3 separate regions of the Mus musculus genome follow, and all the other regions are linked to region 3. The links are chromatin contacts, called in public capture Hi-C and promoter capture Hi-C maps. All regions are on one chromosome and are shown on one strand. Each heading gives the region's core, a stretch centred on a gene start, on an enhancer-like site or on the middle of the called end of the contact. The rest is flanking DNA. Distances are from core to core; before and after follow the strand shown.

Evidence for each region. Promoter capture Hi-C pulls out the DNA fragments that hold promoters and counts their contacts. Capture Hi-C pulls out chosen DNA fragments and counts their contacts.
Region 1: a capture Hi-C map of embryonic stem cells shows a contact between it and region 3, with 5 times the contacts expected there. The contact joins the promoter of Lsm8 here to the promoter of Cftr in region 3. A contact is called at or near these places in 6 of 39 promoter capture datasets (the 3T3-L1 cell line, cranial neural crest, maxillary cranial neural crest and 2 more), 1 of 115 datasets of contacts at active chromatin or transcription factors (forebrain) and 1 of 9 other capture datasets (embryonic stem cells).
Region 2: a contact with region 3 is called in a promoter capture Hi-C map of hippocampal neurons, with 2.6 times the contacts expected there. The contact joins the enhancer-like site here to the promoter of Cftr in region 3. A contact is called at or near these places in 13 of 39 promoter capture datasets (the 3T3-L1 cell line, 3T3-L1-derived adipocytes, the C10 cell line and 8 more), 3 of 115 datasets of contacts at active chromatin or transcription factors (embryonic basal ganglia, pancreatic cancer cells and stem cell-derived neural progenitor cells) and 1 of 9 other capture datasets (embryonic stem cells).

What each region holds. Positions count from the first base shown.
Region 1 is chr6:18,847,123-18,850,489 of GRCm38.p6, forward strand. Lsm8 (LSM8 homolog, U6 small nuclear RNA associated) reads left to right here and starts at 1,513. Exons shown (of 4, transcript NM_133939.1): 1 at 1,513-1,641; 2 at 2,504-2,544. The coding sequence starts at 1,611.
Region 2 is chr6:18,815,013-18,818,823 of GRCm38.p6, forward strand. No RefSeq gene overlaps it. Among named protein-coding and RNA genes, the nearest start is that of Lsm8, 32 kb to the right of the region's middle. Within about 2 kb of position 2,344, at least 5 of the 459 cell types and tissues checked have an H3K27ac peak or open chromatin away from gene starts, as enhancers often do. A contact at or near this core is called in hippocampal neurons, where this site is marked.
Region 3 is chr6:18,168,630-18,172,457 of GRCm38.p6, forward strand. Cftr (cystic fibrosis transmembrane conductance regulator) reads left to right here and starts at 2,058. Exons shown (of 27, transcript NM_021050.2): 1 at 2,058-2,247. The coding sequence starts at 2,195. RefSeq lists promoters at 1,073-2,209, 1,976-2,209 and silencers at 1,339-1,709, 2,259-2,499.

The sequences.
Region 1 (3,367 bases), core at 263-2,762, 680 kb after region 3:
ACGAGGTGGGACTCGAACCCACGATCCCGTGACCAGACGCGAGGTGGGACTCGAACCCACGGTCTCGCAACAAGGTGCGAGGTGGGACTCAAACCCACGATCTCGCAACAAAACACGAGGTGGGACTCGAACCCACGATCTCGCAACTGGGCACGAGGTGGGACTCGAACCCACGATCTCGCAACCCCAAATGGTCTCTTGGCCTTCAGAGGGGTCCACCAGGCGTCCCTGATCCTCCCCTGTTCCTCCTAGGACGTCTCCCAGGGTGAACGGACGGTGGACACCTGGACACGTCTATCCTTATCCACCCCGCACTCCCTCTCGGAGTGCGGTCTCACTGAGCATCCGCAAAACTGAAACTGCGATCGCACCAAACTTAGAAACAGAACACAGACATCAGAACACAGACATCAGACCAAAGCAGAACAAAGAATCTTACCTCTAAGTGGGTCTAGGACCTCTGGGTGGTCGCGCTGTTTCCCGGCCAATGCACCAAATGAAAGACCCTCGAAGGGAGACCCTCCCTCAGACACTTAAGTCCCGGGACAGCCGCGTACCCAAGAAGACACTGAGACCATACATAAAATGTAGAAGGTAAGATTTAATAAAGTAGCAACAACATGAAAGCACACAGACCAGAGCTCTGGGGTCGAAATAAAGCAGCAACAGAAAGCACACAGAGCTCTGGGGTCGAAACTCATACACCTTTGCACAGGGTAGAGGAGTCTCGACGGTCAGCCAAAATTTTTCACAGGCTTATATAGTAAAACTCAAAGGGGGAGAACTGGGCAGGGAAAGTACAAGTTTACATCACTAGGGAGTTCTGCCAAAGGAATCTATGTAACTAAGGAGTCATGTCCTATCAAGGAACCTACGTAACTAAGGAGTACCTGGTTCATTTTGAGGTTGTTCCAGGAAGCCTTTATCTCAAAAATGTTTTCTAGATGGGAGGGGGTGGGCTCCGAGGTAAAAAGTTCATGTTCTTACAAGAGGCCAGTAATTTTTCATTCTTCAACACTAACATTCTGTATACAGTTGGATTCTCCGAAAATGCACATCATGGAGCTACAATATGCTCCCTTTGTACTGGGCTATTTGGCTTTTTAAACTTTTCTGGCTCACGCGTGAGAAAGCTAGAACTCCCTCCACCCTGCATCTATGTCGCCTATGAGAACAAAGAATCTCTCTCCTTCAGTAGCCAATGCTACCATCTTCATGTCGTGTGTCTTCCGGCAGAAAGTGTCTTCCCACACTACCTTTAGTAACTACCACAGTGTCTTCCCGTCCGCTAGAGCCTCCTTCCAGGCTCTCCTTCCAGCCCACCTTCAGTGACCTCTCCATAAACTGCCTGTCCCCGCCTTGGTCTCGGCGTGCGAGCGCCGCCCAGAAGCCCGGCGGAAACACACTGCGCATGCCCACTAGTCAGCCCCGCCCGGCTTCCTGTTTGGCCGGCTCCTTTCCGTCCCTGATTCGTCGCCGCTGAGGCCTCAGAGTCTCGCGGTCTTTGCGTTCGCCAGCGGGCGCGAAGCTGTCCGGGTTTCTGTCGGGCGGTGTTTTGTCTCCTCGTTGCCGAGCCCTCGCAGATTCCCGGGACCTCCGGGCCCAGCAGCATGACGTCTGCTTTGGAGAACTACATCAACCGTATCCTCCGGCGGGCTGCTGCGACCGCTCAGGCGGCGGCGGGGGCGGGAGGGAGCACGGGAGGCCCGGAGTGGTGGGCGGTGGGCGGAGGACCCGGGGTCGGGGTTCGTGGAGGGAGCTCCCGGCCGGCCTCGGGGCTTTTTGCACCCACAGCACAGATCTCGGTGTAGTTCGAACTTCTCTGCACACGGCCTTTGATCGTGTGTCCCAACATCCGGAATAAGATGCACTGTTTTCCTAAGAACTCTGCGTTTGCAGGTCCCCCAAGCAGAGATAGCATACAACAGATAGATGCTTCTCAGATTTGGGCTTCAGGTCCCATACCTCTGCTTGAAATCTTGTCATGGTGTTTAGAGAGTGGCGAGTAGCTTTTAAAAGCCCGGTTGAATTTTTTAAGTTAGAATTGCTGTTCTAAAGTCGGGGCAAAACCTAAGACACATAGTTAAATACAGAGAGCTTTTAATGATACAAGAATTATTGGTACTTGATGGCATTAATTATGACAGAGTCTTGGATGAGAAGGTCCTTTACTTGCATAAAGTAATTCAACATTAATTAGCACTCACCTAGTTTTTATTTTAAAGCTTAAGAAATGAGTCTGCCTGACTCAGTGTCATAGGTTGGAAACACTGCTGTTTAAACCAGAGTCAAGCGGTCACATACCCTTCTCCCATGTGATGAACTGTTTTCGAGGTACAATTGAAACAAGTTTAAAAACTTCAGTTTTCTCCCTCAAGAGCAGTGGCAGTGTGGAATCTTGATTCTGTCTCTTCTTTCCTTTTTAAGTAATTGGAACTCTTTCCAGGCTGAAAGTTTTCAGGTTGTATTCTTTAAGAAATACGTTCCTTGACTCGGTTCTCAGGGACTGTGGCTGTTATTACTTCTGATGGCAGAATGATTGTGGTGAGTGACATTTCCGTTTTTCTCTTTCCTTAGGCTTATTGATTGCAAATTTGAGGTAACATTTCTGGCCTAGTGTTCAGGCACCACAGCACACCTAGTTCACTGCTCTTATGATTCACCCATTGATTCATCCATTTAACCTTAGTCTCTTGGCTACCTGTACAGATTCTCTAATCAACCTTGAAGGCCTCTGATCTGAAATGGAGAGCTGTGCAATAGCTGATTGGTTTTCTTCTTGTGTCTCTTCCTTATGCCATTAGAGACCTTAAACGATTTACATATTATGTGTATGCCCCAATAAATTGCTTATCGACGAGGTGATTTAATCTGAGAAGTGTGTCTTCAGTGATTTCATTGTTCTTCCAAAAATAATAAATGGTTTTGGAAACTTCAAGTTAGCTATGACTTCACTGGTGGTACAATCTTTGGGACCATTGCCTTGTCTATCATCTTTGATTGAAATATTTCCTGTATGAAATTTAATCCCATGTTATCCCATTCTGTGATTTTTTTTTTAAGATTTATTTTTGCTCATGTTTGTTCATGTATGTTTGTGTGAATATCTGCTGTATGTGTGGGGGTACACTACACAAGAAGGCCAGAAGAACTAGAGTTGCAGGTCTTTGTGAGCCACAATGTATGGGTGCTTTGGAGATCAGTATGTACTCTTAACCACTGAGCCATCAGAGCTCCTTAATTTTATTAATCCTTTTATTGTTTTTCATAGGCCATACCAGTCAAAGTGACAAAGACTAAATGCATATCATGTGCTAAGTATCTTGTGTGTTATTTAGTCTGACATACAGCCTTGTGAAGAATTACC
Region 2 (3,811 bases), core at 1,094-3,593, 650 kb after region 3:
TCCATGTTTAAAAATGGACTAAATGAAAGAGAGAAAGATATAGGAAAGTCAGCCAAGAGATGGTGGCAAAATTCCAGGCCAGCAGAAAAGAACTTACTTCATAAAGCTAATAAAATAGTAATGAAAATAGACAGATTAGCCAGATTTGGTATAGGATTCAAAGCAGAGCCAAACAATAAGATTAACTGAAGAGGATGTGTGAAATGTATTTTTAAAGAGAGAGAATGAGAGGAGAGAAACAGAAAGGGGCAGGGGGATCGGTAAAGAGGCAGAATAGTAAATTCTATCTTGTCCCAACAATAGTATTACATCTATCCACAGATCAGTCTCTTCATTACAGATACCAAAAAAAGTTGAAACTCTAGTGGGGATCAAGATTGAAGAAGTCTATTTTGAGAGCTTAGTCATATCCAGGTAGCAAACTCACTGATGGAATGGTTCAACTGTAGTTCACCTCTGGAGACTTTGTTTCCCTAAAACAGGAGTCTAATTACATTTGACATTGAGTCCTACAACCAAAACTATATAGCAAAGGGCCCAGGAAACATGCTGGTACTACTTAAGGGTGGTTCAGTAGGCAGATGTGTCTTTCTAGAAGGTGGATCTCAGCAGAGGACCTGAGAGTTCCTTGGTAATGCATCTCTAGCTCTTTCAGCTGTGTTTCCTGTTTGCATTGCTTGTGACAGGGCACAGACAGAGCCTCACTCAGTTGAGTCATTGCAGCTAGCATGACAGACTTTACTCCACAACAGTTTATGAAAGGAGCTTTGTCTTAGCCCCTGCCTCTCTTTGCTCAAGCGTGAGAATTATATCAACTTGTGTGGGAAATAGCTGGAATACTCATCTGTCTATGCAACATCAAAGCTTGCCAGCTTTCACCCAAGAGAAGACCACATAAAGTCTCCGACCATCAAGGGTAAAACCAGGGAGCAATCCCAGTGGCTCAATGGAGTGTTGTCAGTCATACTCAACTTTGCCAAGAAGGCCCTGAGTGTCAGCTCTAGTCTTCGGAGGAAGTTGGGATGTACCATAGCTGAGCCCACATGCAGCACTACTCAGAATCTTGTGTACCAGTGCCATCTAATTATAAATGCTACCCTTTGATCTTACAGCAGGTCTATATAAGCCTTATTTCCATCGCTACTAATGTGTTCTAGGAGCAGTTCTATCAATTCAAGATACTTTTGAGAGAGCTTCACCTATGTGAGTTTTGAAGCTGGCTTGCCAACCTCTGTCCCCAACAGATCTTCAATCATACCTCAGTCTCAATACATGGCCCTCTTTTTGCAGACCAAATCCAGTTCTGAGAAGAGTAGTGCTCCAAGCAGGATGTTTCTCTGACACAAGTCTTAAGCATTATTACACAATTTGGGCATGGTCAACCATAAGAGTGGCACATCAATTAGTAGAGGTAAGGAAATCTGAAGAAATTCATTATCTGTTACACATATTAATTTTGAGATAGCTATAAATATTTAGCTCAAGACAATGAGGAGTATTTTTCCACTACTCTGGAATCAAGCTGAACATATAAACTTAGTAGACATAAACATATGGTGTTTAAAATTATGAAATTGGATATATCACTCAGGGACAATATAAATAGAAAGGACAGTTTTGGAGGGCAAAGCAAATGAGGTTAAGAAGGAGCAGCCAAGGGGGAGGGAGAGGAGGGGAAGGGAAAAGTGTGGCATCCACGTGGAAAATTTTAGAGAAAAAAATGTCATTGACTACGTCAAATGCCACTGATAGTCCACTAGTGAGACTTGAAAGCTTACTACTGGATTAAAAACAGATTGCATCGATGATCTGATGGTCTTAGTAAGAGTGATCTGTGGAACAGTGGCTATAAAATGCCAAATCCATTGAAAAGGTAGTGGAGAAAGTAAGACAATTAGTACAGGGAATTCTTTTGAGAGGTTTTACTTCAAAGAGCTGAAGCAGGATGAAGCAAAAGGAGTAAAACTTAAAAAGAAAAAAAAAAAACACGAGAGAAATAATAGCAGTTAGTGTGCTGAAGTTCTCCTCTAAATACTTTTGTTTTGTCAAGGAACAGGCAAAGAAGACAACTTGCTCTAAGAGTGATTTATGGCTGAAGGAGGTACGGATTAGAAAGCAGGTAGTTAAGAAAGTATGGAGCCAATCAGGTCAGACCCTTCGGATGAAGGGTATCAGCATCATTACACCTGAGTAACTACAGAAGGACAAAATGGTCATCAGGGCAGGAGACAGCAGACAGCAGTCATCATTGTCATCACTTTGAGCCGAATTCTCTTCAGCTGTGTGGGTGCAGGACCAGCAGGGAGTTGATTTAACTAGGTTGTATCTGACTAATCACAGAAGCAATCTCTACTCCCCACACCCTATTCACCCACTCATGGAAAAATCAGCTATCTCTTTCCTAGTATACAGGAAGGTGGAGATGTTGATGAATCTGACTTGGCTTTCCATAACTCCTGCAAAAGTTTTGTTGTGTGTTATTCCCTCTTCTCTTGGTTGTTCATTTTCATCATTACACAGTACTATTGTGCCCTGACTGCAATTTTCCAAGTAAACATAATGACAACCATGGATAGTGATATAATTAGCATCCTCACAATATCTTAACGATGTTAAGTATCATTATTGACACATTTATGTTTGGGACATTTAATATATACTGAATCTTTTCAACAATTTCTCTTTTAAAAGTTTAATTTTCAAATTTTTCTCTTTCCTATATGTGTGTGTCTGTATATGCCATCTAAGTGCGGTGTCCTTTGAGGCCATAAGAAAGCATTGGAATCCCTAGAGCTGGAGTTAAAGGAGGTTGAGAGTCACCCAGTGTGGGAGCCAGCAACCAAACGTGAGTCCTCTGATGTTGTGGTTTTAATGACAATGGTATCTCTTCCTGTATGCTAAGAAAGAGATAGCTGATTTTTCCATGAGTGGGTGAACAGGGCGTGGGGAGTAGAGATTGCTTTAATGAGACTGTTATGTTTGAATAATTGGAATAATCATCATCAGTTGCTGGAACTGTTTGGGAAGAATTGGAGGAGTGGTGCTGGTGGTGGGCATTCTCAGGTAGTGCTCTGTCTGTCTGTCCATCTGATGCTTGTGGATTAGGAGGTAAGCTCTCAGCTAATGTGCCAGTGCCATACCTACCTGCCTGCCTGCTGCCATGCTCCACACCATGGTGGGCATAAACTGGAGCCTGCTGGAATCATGAGCTCCAGCAAACATTTTCTTTTATAAGCTGCCTTGGCCTTGGTGTCTCTTCACAGCAACAGAGAAGTAGTTAGGACACCCAGAAGAGCAGCCTGTGCTCTTAACCTGCTGAACTGCCTCTCCAGCTCTGTTTCCCCACTTTAAAGGAATGAAAATAGAAGGTAAACCAAATTGCAAGCCCAATAAATGTGAAAGATGAACCCAACCTCATCTCTGTGTGCTATACAATGGTGCCCTACTTATTGCAACCTCCACTTCTCTCTCTCTCTCTCTCTCTCTCTCTCTCTCTCTCTCTCTCTCTCTCTCTCTCTCTCCCTCCCTCTCTCTCTCTCTCTCTCTCTCTCTCTCTCTCTCTCTCTCTCTCTCTCTCTCTCTGTGTGTGTGTCTTGGGTGGTAGAGGGTTCTTTATGTGATCTAGGCTGCTCCAAACTCTCAATCCTCCTGCATCAAGCTTTCAACTGCTGTGATTACAGGTGTTTACTACCATGCCCAGCTTTCTTGCCTTTGTTAAGGCTAAATCAAGTTTTTCTCGTTCTCATCCCAACTGTCACATATATTCAAGTGTTGTGTAAGCTTGCCCCAAACCTTCATCCAAAGCATCTTT
Region 3 (3,828 bases), core at 808-3,307:
GACACCTGTCCTCTGGTCCGGATGGTGGCCGGTTATCTGCGGCCCGCCCCGGCTGCTGCCTCAGCGGCTCTGTGCTTCCGCCCGTCCCAGAAGCTGTCCGGTTCTCTGGTGCACCCTCTAACCTGTTCAGACTAATTTCCTAGGTCCCGCGGAGTCCCGGAACCCAGATGGCGACCGCTGCTGCTGAGGCTGAGGTCGCCTCCCAAGCCAGGCGGACACCTGTCCTCTGGTCCGGATGGTGGCCGGTTGTCTGCGGCCCGCCCAGGCTGCTGCCTCAGCGGCTCTGTGCTTCTGCCCGTCCCAGAAGCTGTCAGGTTCTCTGGCGCACCCTCTAACCTGTTCAGACTAATTTCCTAAGTTCTGCTGAGTCCCGGAACCAAGATGGCGACAGATTTTGGTTTTTCAAGACGTAGTTTCTTTGTGTTGCCATGGTTGTCCTGGAATTTGCTCTGTAGACCAGACTGGCCTCGAACTCAGAGATCTGCTTGCCTATGACTCCTGAGTGTTGAGTTCTGGGATTGAAAATGTGCGTCACCACTGCCGGGATAGAAAGAACGTTCAATTTTCAATAAAGAAAAAAAAAATTCAACTCTATTTTAACTTGCTTTGGCAAAACAGGGTTTAGATATTTAAGTGTTGACTCTTTACAACCCAGCAGGGTTTTGTGTTGGACACACATTTCTCACACCAAAAACCTTGGAAGGAAGGTGCACAGCTTGGGAAACTTCCAAAGCCTCCAGGGAGCTAAAGACTCAGGTTTTTCTCTCTGTGAGCTTGAGTGACTAGGACACTTTTGCTTCAGTGACTCAGAGGCCCTTTTAGTGTCTCAGTCAAGATATTTTGCTTAGCAGACTAGGGAAAGGAAAGGAGGGTCATTTAGTTTAGACTGTCCACCTGTTGTTTTTTAGCACACACACATGAAATACCACACTGCACACTGAGCAGGGCCCGGAGGTAAAGGGCCCTCTTTGCTCTCTTTGTCCTTGAGGACTTTGGCTGTAATTATGACACAGCAGGGCATTGTGACATATATGTACGACACACATGTACCTCATAAGGGAAAGTAGTAGCTTCCCTTTCCTTGGTAGGACCTTTGCTGTAATTATGACATATCAGGGAATTGTGACATATGTGTATGACACACATATACCTCATAGGTATTTGTGCCACTATGGCTACTCTAGAGCCTTCAGTCAACAGAGCTTAGGTCTTGTCCAGCTCTTGAAGGGCTTACTGAGGTGGACACCTCAGAGTACTGTGGAACTTGCTGCTTCCTGAGTGTTCTTTGATACAAAAGAGCCACATTTTCATCTCCTTTTCAAAATGGATCTTGAAAAGTTATCTGTAACTAAGCCAGGAGCTAAGGAGACAGGAGAAAGAGGGAGTGAAAGAGAAGAAAAACGAGGAGAGAGGAGTGAAAGGGAAAGAGGAAGGGGAAGAAAAGAGGAAGAAAGAGAGGAAAGAGGAGAGCGAAATGAAGGAGAAAGAGATGAAGGTGGAGGAGGAAGAGGAAGAGATGAAGAGGAAAGAGATGAAGGCAGGGGAGGAATGGGAAGAAAAGAGAGAGGAACAGACGGGGGAGAAAGAGATAAAGGAGAAAGAGGAGAAGAGGAAGGGGGAGAGGACGAGGGAGAGGGAAAGGGAGAAGGAAGAGAAAGGTTCCAGGAAGCCAAGGAGATCAGTGAGTGGTCTTTATTTCCACGAAAAAAGGGTTCTAAGTCCCGCAGATTGGCCACGGTTTACCCGGGCCCAGGGTCGGGCCCGCAGTCTGAGCCGGTGTTGCTGTGGCTGCCTGAAGGTAGGCACGCGGGGGGATCTGGAGGGCGGGCGCTAAGGCCGAGGGCCAGGGAAAAGGTGGCGCCGGCGGGCGGGCGGGCGGGCGCGGGGCGCGCTGGAGGAAGGAGCGCAAGGAGCGCGCGGGGCGGGCGCGGGCGCGGGGCGTGGAGAGCAGCGACTGTGAGGCTGGGCTAGGCAGCGCTGGCTTTAACCTGGGCGGCGGAGGCGTGGGGAAGAAGGCTGAGGAAGGGGAGGTGTGTGGGACCCGAGTGGGTGGGGGGAATTGGAAGCAAATGACATCACCTCAGGTCTGAGTAAAAGGGACGAGCCAAAAGCATTGACCTGGTCCTGGATATCCAGATGTCGAGTCCAACCTGAATTTAGCCGAACACAGACCTCATTGCCTCACGGAGACATCATGCAGAAGTCGCCTTTGGAGAAAGCCAGCTTTATCTCCAAACTCTTCTTCAGGTGAGAGGGTACTCAGCGGATCTTTGCACGGACACATGTGCCTATGCAGGAGAAGGGAATGAATATGGGCAGACTTTGGGAAAACAGGAAGAGATTTTTGTTGTGTTTGTTTTGTTTTAAAAGGTGTGTTGTCATTCAGTGCTTTAAAGGAAATAAGCATTTTTGTACAATAAAATGAAGCTGATTGAATAGAGAACAAAATATACTTGCAACTGTGAATCAGACTTGCAACAGCCAAATATGCTACGGAGCAATAGATATATATTTTTTTAATTTCCTGAAAAAAGTTATACTTCATAAGTGTACTTAATAGAACATTCCTAAGATTGGTCTGTTATTTTCTCCAAGAAAAGCTGACCGCAAGTGCAGTGCCTGTGTAATAGGTGCTCTGAAAACATTTGTTGACTGAATTTTTTTAAAAGTCCAGGAATTATATTGTATTTACTTTTTGCCGTTGTAATATTGAGTAAGTCTAACATGCTCATCACAGTTACATTATTCTTTTTAAAAATGAGCAAGTCAGTTAAAATATCTAACTTTAAAAAGAAATAATATAAGCAATGCATTAAAAAAGTGAGTTACCATGGGGATATGAAACTAGAGTTTTAGCCACTGAAGCTATATTCAATTGACAATTAGGACATTGTTCTCTTATCCTACATTGTCAAAAAACCAAACCCTCAATCTAATAGGATTTTTAAATTAGAATTTAAGTTGGAAGACCTAGGCAAGAATTAAGCGCTTTGTATTTGAAGTGCTCCGTGGAGCTTCGTCTGCTCTGATCCTGTAGTGTGAATGAATGAAAAGAGCAGCGCTCATGGGTCCTCAGCTGACTCACCCCCCCCCCCCCACACACACACCAATGAGTCAGCACACTGAAGTATCATAAGTGTCGAATATGTTCTCAACCTGCCCTATGCTGTGGGTAGGGGGCAAGGCTCAGCCTTAGTCTTCCTGATGTTCCTTTTTCAGCCGGTCTAGAGCTCAAGGCTGAGGAAAGACAAGTGCTTCTGCAGGAGAGCTCCCCCCGGTGGTTGGGAGAGAAGGAAGGGCTTTCTTCTTTAGAATGAATATTTGTGGTGCCTTTTGTTACTTCATCTATAAATCTAGCTTATCGGTCTGGATCTATTTTCTTATTACTTACAAAATCAGAATGTCACTTGACATACATGTGAGGCTTTTATGAAAGCCTATTGAGGAACCTAAATGTCAATGTGTCTGTAAAGGCAAGTTTTCAGGAGAATGAATATCTCTTGTGTGGTTTTCCCACTAAGTAGTAAGAAACTTCAAAATTTTTCACTTATCAAAGTGTTTCAAAAATTTCCCGTTTTTATAACCCACCTAATAAATTGTAGTGTGCTTTACAAATGTTCTTAGGCTGATTTGGAAAGGAAATGTATTATAATGGCTGTGAAATTTGTTAAGAACATACTCATTTCTGCCCTCCAAATGATTTCATAATCAGTTGCTTTAAGAATAGGTGTGTTTTTAAGAGTTTAGTTCCTACTATTTATAGGAACTGACATTTAGCTAAGTACTAGTCAGTGATTATAAACTTCCTTCTGGACTTTAATTTTCAAA